Regions from separate parts of the Pan troglodytes genome. Here all the other regions are linked to region 1. A link is a contact called in public Hi-C and HiChIP or PLAC-seq data. All regions are on one chromosome and are shown on one strand. Each heading gives the region's core, a stretch centred on a gene start, on an enhancer-like site or on the middle of the called end of the contact. The rest is flanking DNA. Distances are from core to core; before and after follow the strand shown.

Region 1 (2,700 bases), core at 110-2,609:
GTCCGAGAAACGCCCCCCTCTCGCCACCAGCCCCCGCCCCACCCCCTGTCCGCCCACGTTTTCGGTTCTTCCCGGAGCCTCCGAGCTCGGGGAAAGGAAACACCCGGGGCCGCCACCGTGCCCCTGGACACCGGAAGGCGAGCCCCCAACCGCCCCGCCCGCAGGCCGGTGACATAACCAGGGGCGGGGAGACATGACTCCGCCCCCAGGGCCAGGAAGGCTGCATGGGAGTCTGAGGCTCCCGCGGGACGTGAGTTAGGGGCCGCACATTGCAGACACCTCACGTCACCAAGTGCTGCAGTAGGACCCCCGCAGCTCCCCCTCAGCCCCCTACCCTCCACAGCCTGTCCTACCCCCGTTATTTTGCACCTTTCTCCCCCTTTGTCTATGCATCTCCAAATGTCTGAGTATGGGGACGGCAAGATTGGCCCTAGAGGGCACGCTGCCTGTAGAAGCAAATTCAACGCTTCTCCTTAATCCGTATGCATTTCTACAGTTTGACAGCTTGACGTCCTCTAGTGTAGTTTGGCAAAATTTGGGGGGTCTTTTTCATTTTTTTCTCTCCACAGGCTTAAGGATTAAAGCTGGCCAATGCCTTCTTTAGCATTTTATTAAAGACGCTACAATTTAGACTTTTTTTTTTTCTGTTTGGTGCAGAAGAAAGGAAGAAAACCAGAGCTTAAAGGCGTTTAGAAAGGAAATAGCCCTGTTAGTTTTTCGGTTTTGACTCAAGCTGTCGTCGATAGCAGCTTGCACCTAGCACAAAGCCAGCTGCAGAAGTATTTTGTTGCAGGGTAGGCTACACCTACACAGGGTCTGTGCCTGAGCATCAAAAGACAGTGCAGGTGTGTGTGGGTCCGGGTGTGCGTGTGCGTACGTGATGTACGTGTGTGCGTGTGGGTACGTGTGTGTAGCCCAACAAATAAGCCCAAGAGGCGCATCAAGATTAGAAAGAAGTCCGCACACTAGCGCTTGCCTTGGAAATTTCCTAAAGCGCTGAGAGTTGCTTGGTAAATCACTAGTATCCGAAAACTGTCTTATCAGAGGCTCCTTCCCCGGTGCCCTACTCGCCCCCTAAAACAGGTGTCGCTGTGTCCCTTGAAGCGGCCTTTGGCCCGCTGGGGCATCGGAGGTGGGTAAAATTCACAGAGGACATTCGGTGTTTATTTCTGGGGCCCCACGTGTGCAAACCAAACCCCCGGGGCCTGGGCGTGTGCGCGCGCTCGCGTGCCTTGTGTGCGGGCGGGCATGGGGGCGCTCGGCGCGGCTGGCGGGCGTGCGCGCGCGCGCGTGTGTGTGTGTGTGTGTGCTCGTGCGGGGGGCCGGACTGCGTGCTCACGCGCTCCAGGCTGCGCCCAGAGCTCGGCTGCTGGGTTGGAGAAAAAGAGGGTAGGCAAGCGCAGGGGGCGGGCGGCCGAGGAGCGCTTTCGAATTAATCGAGCTAGCTTAGCTGTTTTTCCCTCTCCCGCTCCTTTAAACCCCCCTGCATCGTAGAGAGCGGGCTGGATTCTCTGTGGTGCTGATGGAGGAGGGGGAGCAGGTTGAAACAATCGAGTGGGCGCGCCAGGACTCCCCAGCTCCTGGCGGGGAAGGGAGGGGGAGCCCCTGTTCTGCGCAGGGAGGCGGCGGGGCTGGGGGGCCCCCGGAACGAGGAAGAGGCAGGGGTGACCGCTAGAATAGGAAAGTGCTCACCCCCGGGAGGCAAAATTTCGTTCAGATCGCACATTAATTGGAGATATCTGATTAATTCCAGCTTCTGATGACTATAAATGGCGATTCTCTACCAAGGTGTCTATATTAAAAAAAAAATCATTCCGTGTCATCCCCCACGTCAGGCCTGCTGGTGGGCGTGAGGCTGTACTTCCTCCGCCCCCTTCTAATGGAGTGAACCATTCCCAGCTCTCCCCCCCCTCAGCCTCTCTCTCTCTCTCTTTCTCTCTCTCTCTCTCTTTCTGTCTCTTCCTCGCTCCCTCTCTTTCTCTCCTCCCTCTGCCTTCCCAGTGCATAAAGTCTCTGTCGCTCCCGGAACTTGTTGGCAATGCCTATTTTTTGGCTTTCCCCCGCGTTCTCTAAACTAACTATTTAAAGGTCTGCGGTCGCAAATGGTTTGACTAAACGTAGGATGGGACTTAAGTTGAACGGCAGATATATTTCACTGATCCTCGCGGTGCAAATAGGTAAGTGGCCGCTCAGCCCGGCTGGAGGCTGGAGGCGGGAGGCAGCCTGCCCCGGCCCGAGGCGCGGAGGGGGACTAGCGGGTCCGCGGCCGCCCCAGGGTGCGGAGAAGCCGGCAATCCCCCGAGGGTGGGGGCATCAGTTCCTGGGGACTAGCGCGTCCCAGATCGGTTTTTCCTAAAGCTATAGATTCCAAATGTTCGCCAGGAAATGTGTGCGGCCGGACATTTTCTGGACACGGTTTTTTTCCCCCTTTTTCCTGAGCACACATCCATTTTTGTTTCCCTTTCTGGGTTTATACCAGGTTTGGTGCGCTCTGGGGCAATGTACTGGCCCCTGCGATACTGCAAGATATTATTTTGAAGAGTCGAAATGTGAATGCAGGAATAAAATGGCTAGGCAGCCAGGACTGGAAAGTTTATGTGCTGAAAGCAAAGATATTCCAGGGCTCAGACTGCTGCATTTAGAACTTTGTCATTCTCCCGCCCCTCCTCCCCCCTATATCCTAGCTGCAGTGTTTGCACG
Region 2 (2,700 bases), core at 164-2,663, 750 kb after region 1:
CAATTGCCTTGGTCTTGGATCCTTTAAGAAACAGCAAACGGAAAACTCAAAAAAGTCCTTTCAATAAAGCAGAGGCTAGATTTGCTCAATGACCTGACCAACCAGGAAGTAATAGAAGTTTTGCTATCCTGTTTAAAAAATAATAATAAACAATAACAGACATGAGATTTTCAAGAAATCAGGGAGGAGACTTAAAGATATCTTAATAAAAGTATTTTCTCTTCAGTGCCTTTGAAAAAATGTCATTGCATCAGGATTAGTAAGAATATCTGGATGCAAGGACACCAGGTTGCAAGTACACTAAAGAATGGTAAGGTCAGAGAAGTGTTTTTTCTGCCTTTAAAGTTCCTGAAAATAGAGGCTGGGCGTGATGACTCACACCTGTAATCCCAGCATTTTGGGAGGCCGAGGCTGGCGGATTGCCTGAGGTCAGGAGTTCGAGACCAGCCTGACCAACATGGTGAAACCCTGTCTCTACTAAAAATACAAAAATTAGCTGGGCGAGGTAGCGCGCGCCTGTAATCCCAGCCACTCAGGAGGCTGAGGCAGGAGAATGGCTTGAACCTGGGAGGCATAGGTTGCAGTGAGCCCGAGATCCCGCCACTGCACTCCAGCCTGGGCGACAGAGCGAGACTCCATCTCAAAAAAAAGAAAAGGAAAAAGAAAAGTTCCTGAAAATATAAAGTTGTTTAGACATACAGCAGGTATACCGTTTCAAAACCAAATACACTAAAGCAGATGAGAACACAACCGTGACCAAGTGGTTCGGAGAAAGATGGATTTTAATGCAAAGTTGTTTTGTTTTTACGCATAACGTACTTCTCGCTGTGCTTGAGTGCAGAAAGGTGTGGTTCTTCCTAAGTAAGGTTGATTACATAAAGCAAGATTCCAAAAACAAGAAAAGTGCTTTGCAAACACAGTAACTAGGACTGGCTGAAGCTTCCTGCGTCCAGTCCCATGCTCAAAGATCAGAACAAGCAACTTTATCCACCACTTTAATAAGATGATTCAAAAAAGCTGAAGTCTTCTGAAGAAAGCCATGGTTGAAAACTTGCTCCGCTTCTTGGAGAAAGCCTAAAGCCCTAAAGGTCTCTAATTATTCTCCAAAGTCTACAACCCAAGCTGCATTTTATGCATTTATTACGTTACAAAACCACGGGAACTCCTCACTCAAAAGCAAAAACACATCCGGAAAGAGGAAAAAATCCACGGCCAATGTAAACCCCCTACAACACCAACCGCCCACGTCGTACCCCAGGCTGCAACGAGGCCGGCACTCACCCACCGCTCGCCCGGGAAACCCAGTCCCAGGTGTTTCAAAATCAGAAGCACGGCAGGCTCGTTCGCTCTCACGGGCAAGAATCTTAAACCCCAACTTCAGAGATACCCGCGCACGCTGGGCGCTGCCATTTTGACAGAAAGCGGGCCTGCCCCAGAGGCCCCTACGCAGGTCGCCCTGAGCAGAGCCGGAGTGCCACAGAACCCCTAGCTCATCACCTCCACACCCAGACGTCGCATCCCCCGGCCTGAGGAATGCCAAGAAACCCCACCCTGCCGACCAGGATCGGGCGAAGTCAAGTCACCCTTGAAATCCCTCAAGCTCTCTCAGGCAGCGCCGAGGGCGACCGCAGCCGGCGTGGGAGGGGCATCGGCGGTCAGGGGCGGGGCGTCGGTGCGGCGGCCTTCGGTAACCCGGGCAACGCGGCCTCCTGGGGGTAGGAAGGGGCGCTGCCCCCGAAACACAAATGTCTCCGCCAAGACCCCAGACGGTTCCCAAAGGCTCTCCGTGATGCAACTGCACGTCCCTCGAATGCCCGGGCCTCCGATATCCGTCCGCCAGGAGCTTGGCTGGATGCACGGGCGGCCGGTCCTCTTATTTCCCCGCCCTCCCGCCGCGTGGAGCGGCTGTCGGGTCCCGAGCCTCCGGGCGGGGGCGGGATCGGGGCGGGGCGGAGGCATCTCCCTCCCAGCACAGCCCCCTTAGCTGCCCCGAGCCCTGCCTGCGCCCGCCCCCGAAGCGGCGCGGGACGCCTGGCGCCGTCCGCGATCCGCAGGGCTGCCCGCTTAGGCTTAGGCCCGGCCCGCTGGCAAAGCCGAGCCGCAGCATTTTATTTCGTTCGTGGTTTCCGCACAGGCTGGAGTTTCGTGGGTTGGGTCGTACTTGGGACCTCGGCGAAGAGGACCCGTTTATTTTTTTTTTTCTTTCCAAAATGGCAGCCTCCAGTCGCGCACAAGTGTTAGCTCTGTACCGGGCGATGCTGAGAGAGAGCAAGCGTTTCAGCGCCTACAATTACAGGTGACCCAGCGGGCACCGGGGGCTGGGGGCCGGGGGCCAGGGGCCGGGGACCGGGGGTGCGGGCTGACGCGGAATATCCCCGGGGACTGGGAGCCACCGTGGTTTGCCGGCGGCTGCGAGGCAAGGACCGGGCTCCGCCATCGAAAAGCGTGCTCCTGCCTACAGGTGTGGCCTCTGAGACCTCGGGGAGGAGCCTTTCTTTATACCAGGAGAGACGTTCATGTCTTGTGACGTTTTCCCCCTAAAGGCTATCTTGGTAGTTATTCTAGGAGCATGATTAGTGTTATGTTTCTGCAGAAGAGAAAAAAGGGGTGGAAATCAGTCATTGGTGAAGTTAAGGCCAGTGTGTTGCATATGTAAAACTTCCCTTGAGCATTGGAAGAGTTGAGAGTGGAAGTGGCCAG
Region 3 (2,700 bases), core at 62-2,561, 790 kb after region 1:
GGTGGTGAACCTGAATTACGTTGCCACATGGGGGGTGCATCTGCAGGTGCAGATGGTGTAAAGTACAGCTGCTTGGGTGCTGACCCCATAAAGGAACCTGGAGGGTGTGTTAGTTTTCGTTTTGTGGAAGTGCCAAGGATCACCTTGACTTGTGCTTCCTTTTCTCATTCTCATGAGGTGGGTGGAGCATGTGCAGCGGCATGATCTCCTGCGTGGTCTGATAACATCCGCAAGAGTAATTAGAACGTCAGAGGTTAAAGTCACCGTCCACTGATGGGTTTTCTTGCTCTCTAAAAAACACCCTTTTCACTGTTTTTCTTTGACTTAGCAGCAATCACGCAATAAACTCCATTTCTGCTTCTGTTCGTGTTTGTCTTTTACTTGCAGGAAATTTGCTTATAAAGTGTGGAGGGGGAAACTCTTTACCATTTTTGTAAGTTATGCTGTACTGTTTTGAAAGGGCTTCTTTAGCATCAAGAGATGCCAGCTTGGCTGACATTAAATTAGATAATAATCTTTCCCTGACCCTTCTTCATGCTTGACTCTAAAAAGAATTCAAAAAAGAAGCAATATTTGAAACTATAATTTGCAGTTTATGTCAAGATTAAAAAAAGAATTCAAAAAAGAAGCAATATTTGAAACTATAATTTGCAGTTTATGTCAAGATTAAAGGTCTTGTTATATTGCCTACATAATGTAACAGTTCTTTCTAGAATAGCATTTCGGATTCTCATAACCATCCTCGAGTTCTACAGCTATTTAGTAATAGAGTAACTGCCACACTCAGACAGGCCTAGGAAATGATCTCTAACTAAAGCCATGAGGATAGTAGGGTACTCAGAAAAGAAACTGATCTGCACATTTATGTGTACTTTGAGTCGCATTTATGTGAGTCAGCATTTTGAAAACTCCAGAACAATGGCATTTCCAGTCACGAGTAGTTGAATTTTATGAGGTCCTTTAGCAGTGGAGCATAGAAGAACAAGCAGCTGAGTTCTTATTTTGCATAAACTCAGAAAGATTTTGTTCTTTGGCACTTACTCTGTGTAGAGGTTGGCAAAACAGGCAGGTTTTATCTTTAGCGTAAAATTATCCAGAGTATAAACTGCCTAGAAAAGGGGGATTGTAAATAATCTGTGCCATCATTTCTCCTGCTATATCTAATTGTCTGTGTCACTTCTTGGTTTGAAATGCTCAAACTACCCTTGCCAAAAAAAAAAAAATACTAAACTGGCCCTCATCTGACATCCCAGTGAGTTCCCCTCCCAGAACAGACTCACTGGAGCAGTGTCATGTGCAGGGCAAGGGCGCCCTCCCCAGGGCAGCCTGGCCACTGCACATTCCTGATGGAGAATACACACGGCGACCTTGCAGAACAGCTTGCTGTCACCACCTCAGGGATGAAAGCATTCTCATCCCTTCAGAGAACCAGTTAGACAACAGCAGCTGGAAAGTTTCTACTCACTTCCCTTTCATGTCAGGACTCTTCCTGAATCCACATGCAGCCTTTACCGTAGTTAGGGCGTAAGGCACAGTGGCTCCCCAGGCCATCTGGCTGCAAGCTGGCGTAAGTTGCCTTTGGACTAACAGCCTATGGCAAGGTGGAGAGTCTGTATTCTTGCACACTGTCCTCTGTATCTGGCTGCTGTAGCAGCCTTCTGACCTGTCCTCCGGGTGCCCCTGCCCCCACTCCACCCCACACATGGTCTGTTCTCCACACACCACCACCACAGTGATCTTTTTCAAAAGAAAGATCGGGCCACTGCCCCGTTCAACCCCTTCAAGGCTCTTGCTTCGTGACACCCTAACATAAAACCTGAAGCCTGTGTGAGGTCCCCAGAGGCCCTCCATTGCACTCCTCTCCCTCACGCTCCGTATTTCCTTGAACTTCTTGCTCCCATCTCAATGCTTGTGCACCCCCTGCCTGGAGGAGTCCCTCCAAATGTTCCCGTAGCTCCCTCCCCCTTCCACCCAGGCCTGTGCTCAGATTTCACCTTCCCATAGGGGCCCCCCTGGGACCGCACTATCTAAAACAGATTCTCTCTGTCTCCGCTGCCCTGCCTTAGTTTTCCTGACAGCACTTATCACTACCTACTATGACATTACTTGTGGCCTTGTCTATTTTCTCCCTCTTCTGCAAGACGGCAGGGGCCATGAGGACAGGGATCTCCCCTGTCGCTGTCATCATCTCCACTGGGTGGCGAAGAGCATGGACTCTGGGGCCAGCCGGCCTGTGTTCACATCCTGACTCAGCCTACTAGCTATGTGACCCTGAGCAAGATATTTAACCTCTCAGTGCCTAGTGCAAACTGCAGATGACAGTAAGCCCTACTTCATGCGTTGTAGTGAGGATCAAGTACACTAACATATGCAAAGCCCCCGGGATAATGCTAGCACATAGGAAATGTTATGCAAATGCTTGCTGTTATTATCCACAGGATCTAGAACATCCCACATAGAGCTGGCTCTTAGTAAGTTTTCACTGACTAAATAAATGCATGAAGTATGTTCCCTGAGATCATACATCTCGGTCGCAGGGTCTATACCACCAAAATCAGGGTGTCTTTTTGGCCACCCACAGTCTCCCTCCTGAAGGAATGAACCATGAAAGGAATATGGAAATCTGATGGGGATCGTGACATATTAACCCTCATGGAGTTGTGATACTCTTCATATCACGTCTCTCTTCCACTTGATGAT

Evidence for each region. Hi-C and Micro-C count contacts between places; a contact is called where the count stands out from the background. HiChIP or PLAC-seq counts read pairs in DNA pulled down with a chosen protein or histone mark.
Region 2: an H3K4me3 HiChIP or PLAC-seq map of stem cell-derived excitatory neurons shows a contact between it and region 1, with 7 times the contacts expected there. The contact joins the promoter of FARS2 here to the promoter of NRN1 in region 1. A contact is called at or near these places in 1 of 7 Hi-C or Micro-C datasets (stem cell-derived neural progenitor cells) and 1 of 1 datasets of contacts at active chromatin or transcription factors (stem cell-derived excitatory neurons).
Region 3: a contact with region 1 is called in a Hi-C map of stem cell-derived neural progenitor cells, with 3 times the contacts expected there. The contact joins the enhancer-like site here to the promoter of NRN1 in region 1. A contact is called at or near these places in 1 of 7 Hi-C or Micro-C datasets (stem cell-derived neural progenitor cells) and 1 of 1 datasets of contacts at active chromatin or transcription factors (stem cell-derived excitatory neurons).

Annotation. Positions count from the first base shown.
Region 1 is chr5:11,964,838-11,967,537 of NHGRI_mPanTro3-v2.0_pri, reverse strand. NRN1 (neuritin 1) reads left to right here and starts at 1,359. Exons shown (of 3, transcript XM_001163671.6): 1 at 1,359-2,177. The coding sequence starts at 2,123.
Region 2 is chr5:11,218,499-11,221,198 of NHGRI_mPanTro3-v2.0_pri, reverse strand. It overlaps FARS2 (phenylalanyl-tRNA synthetase 2, mitochondrial), which reads right to left and starts at 1,413. Exons shown (of 7, transcript NM_001246463.1): 1 at 1,282-1,413. LYRM4 (LYR motif containing 4) reads left to right here and starts at 1,929. Exons shown (of 5, transcript XR_008548779.2): 1 at 1,929-2,296.
Region 3 is chr5:11,172,137-11,174,836 of NHGRI_mPanTro3-v2.0_pri, reverse strand. The region is part of intron 2 of LYRM4 (LYR motif containing 4); the gene reads left to right. Among named protein-coding and RNA genes, the nearest start is that of LYRM4, 46 kb to the left of the region's middle. Within about 2 kb of position 1,311, at least 11 of the 24 cell types and tissues checked have an H3K27ac peak or open chromatin away from gene starts, as enhancers often do. A contact at or near this core is called in stem cell-derived neural progenitor cells, where this site is marked.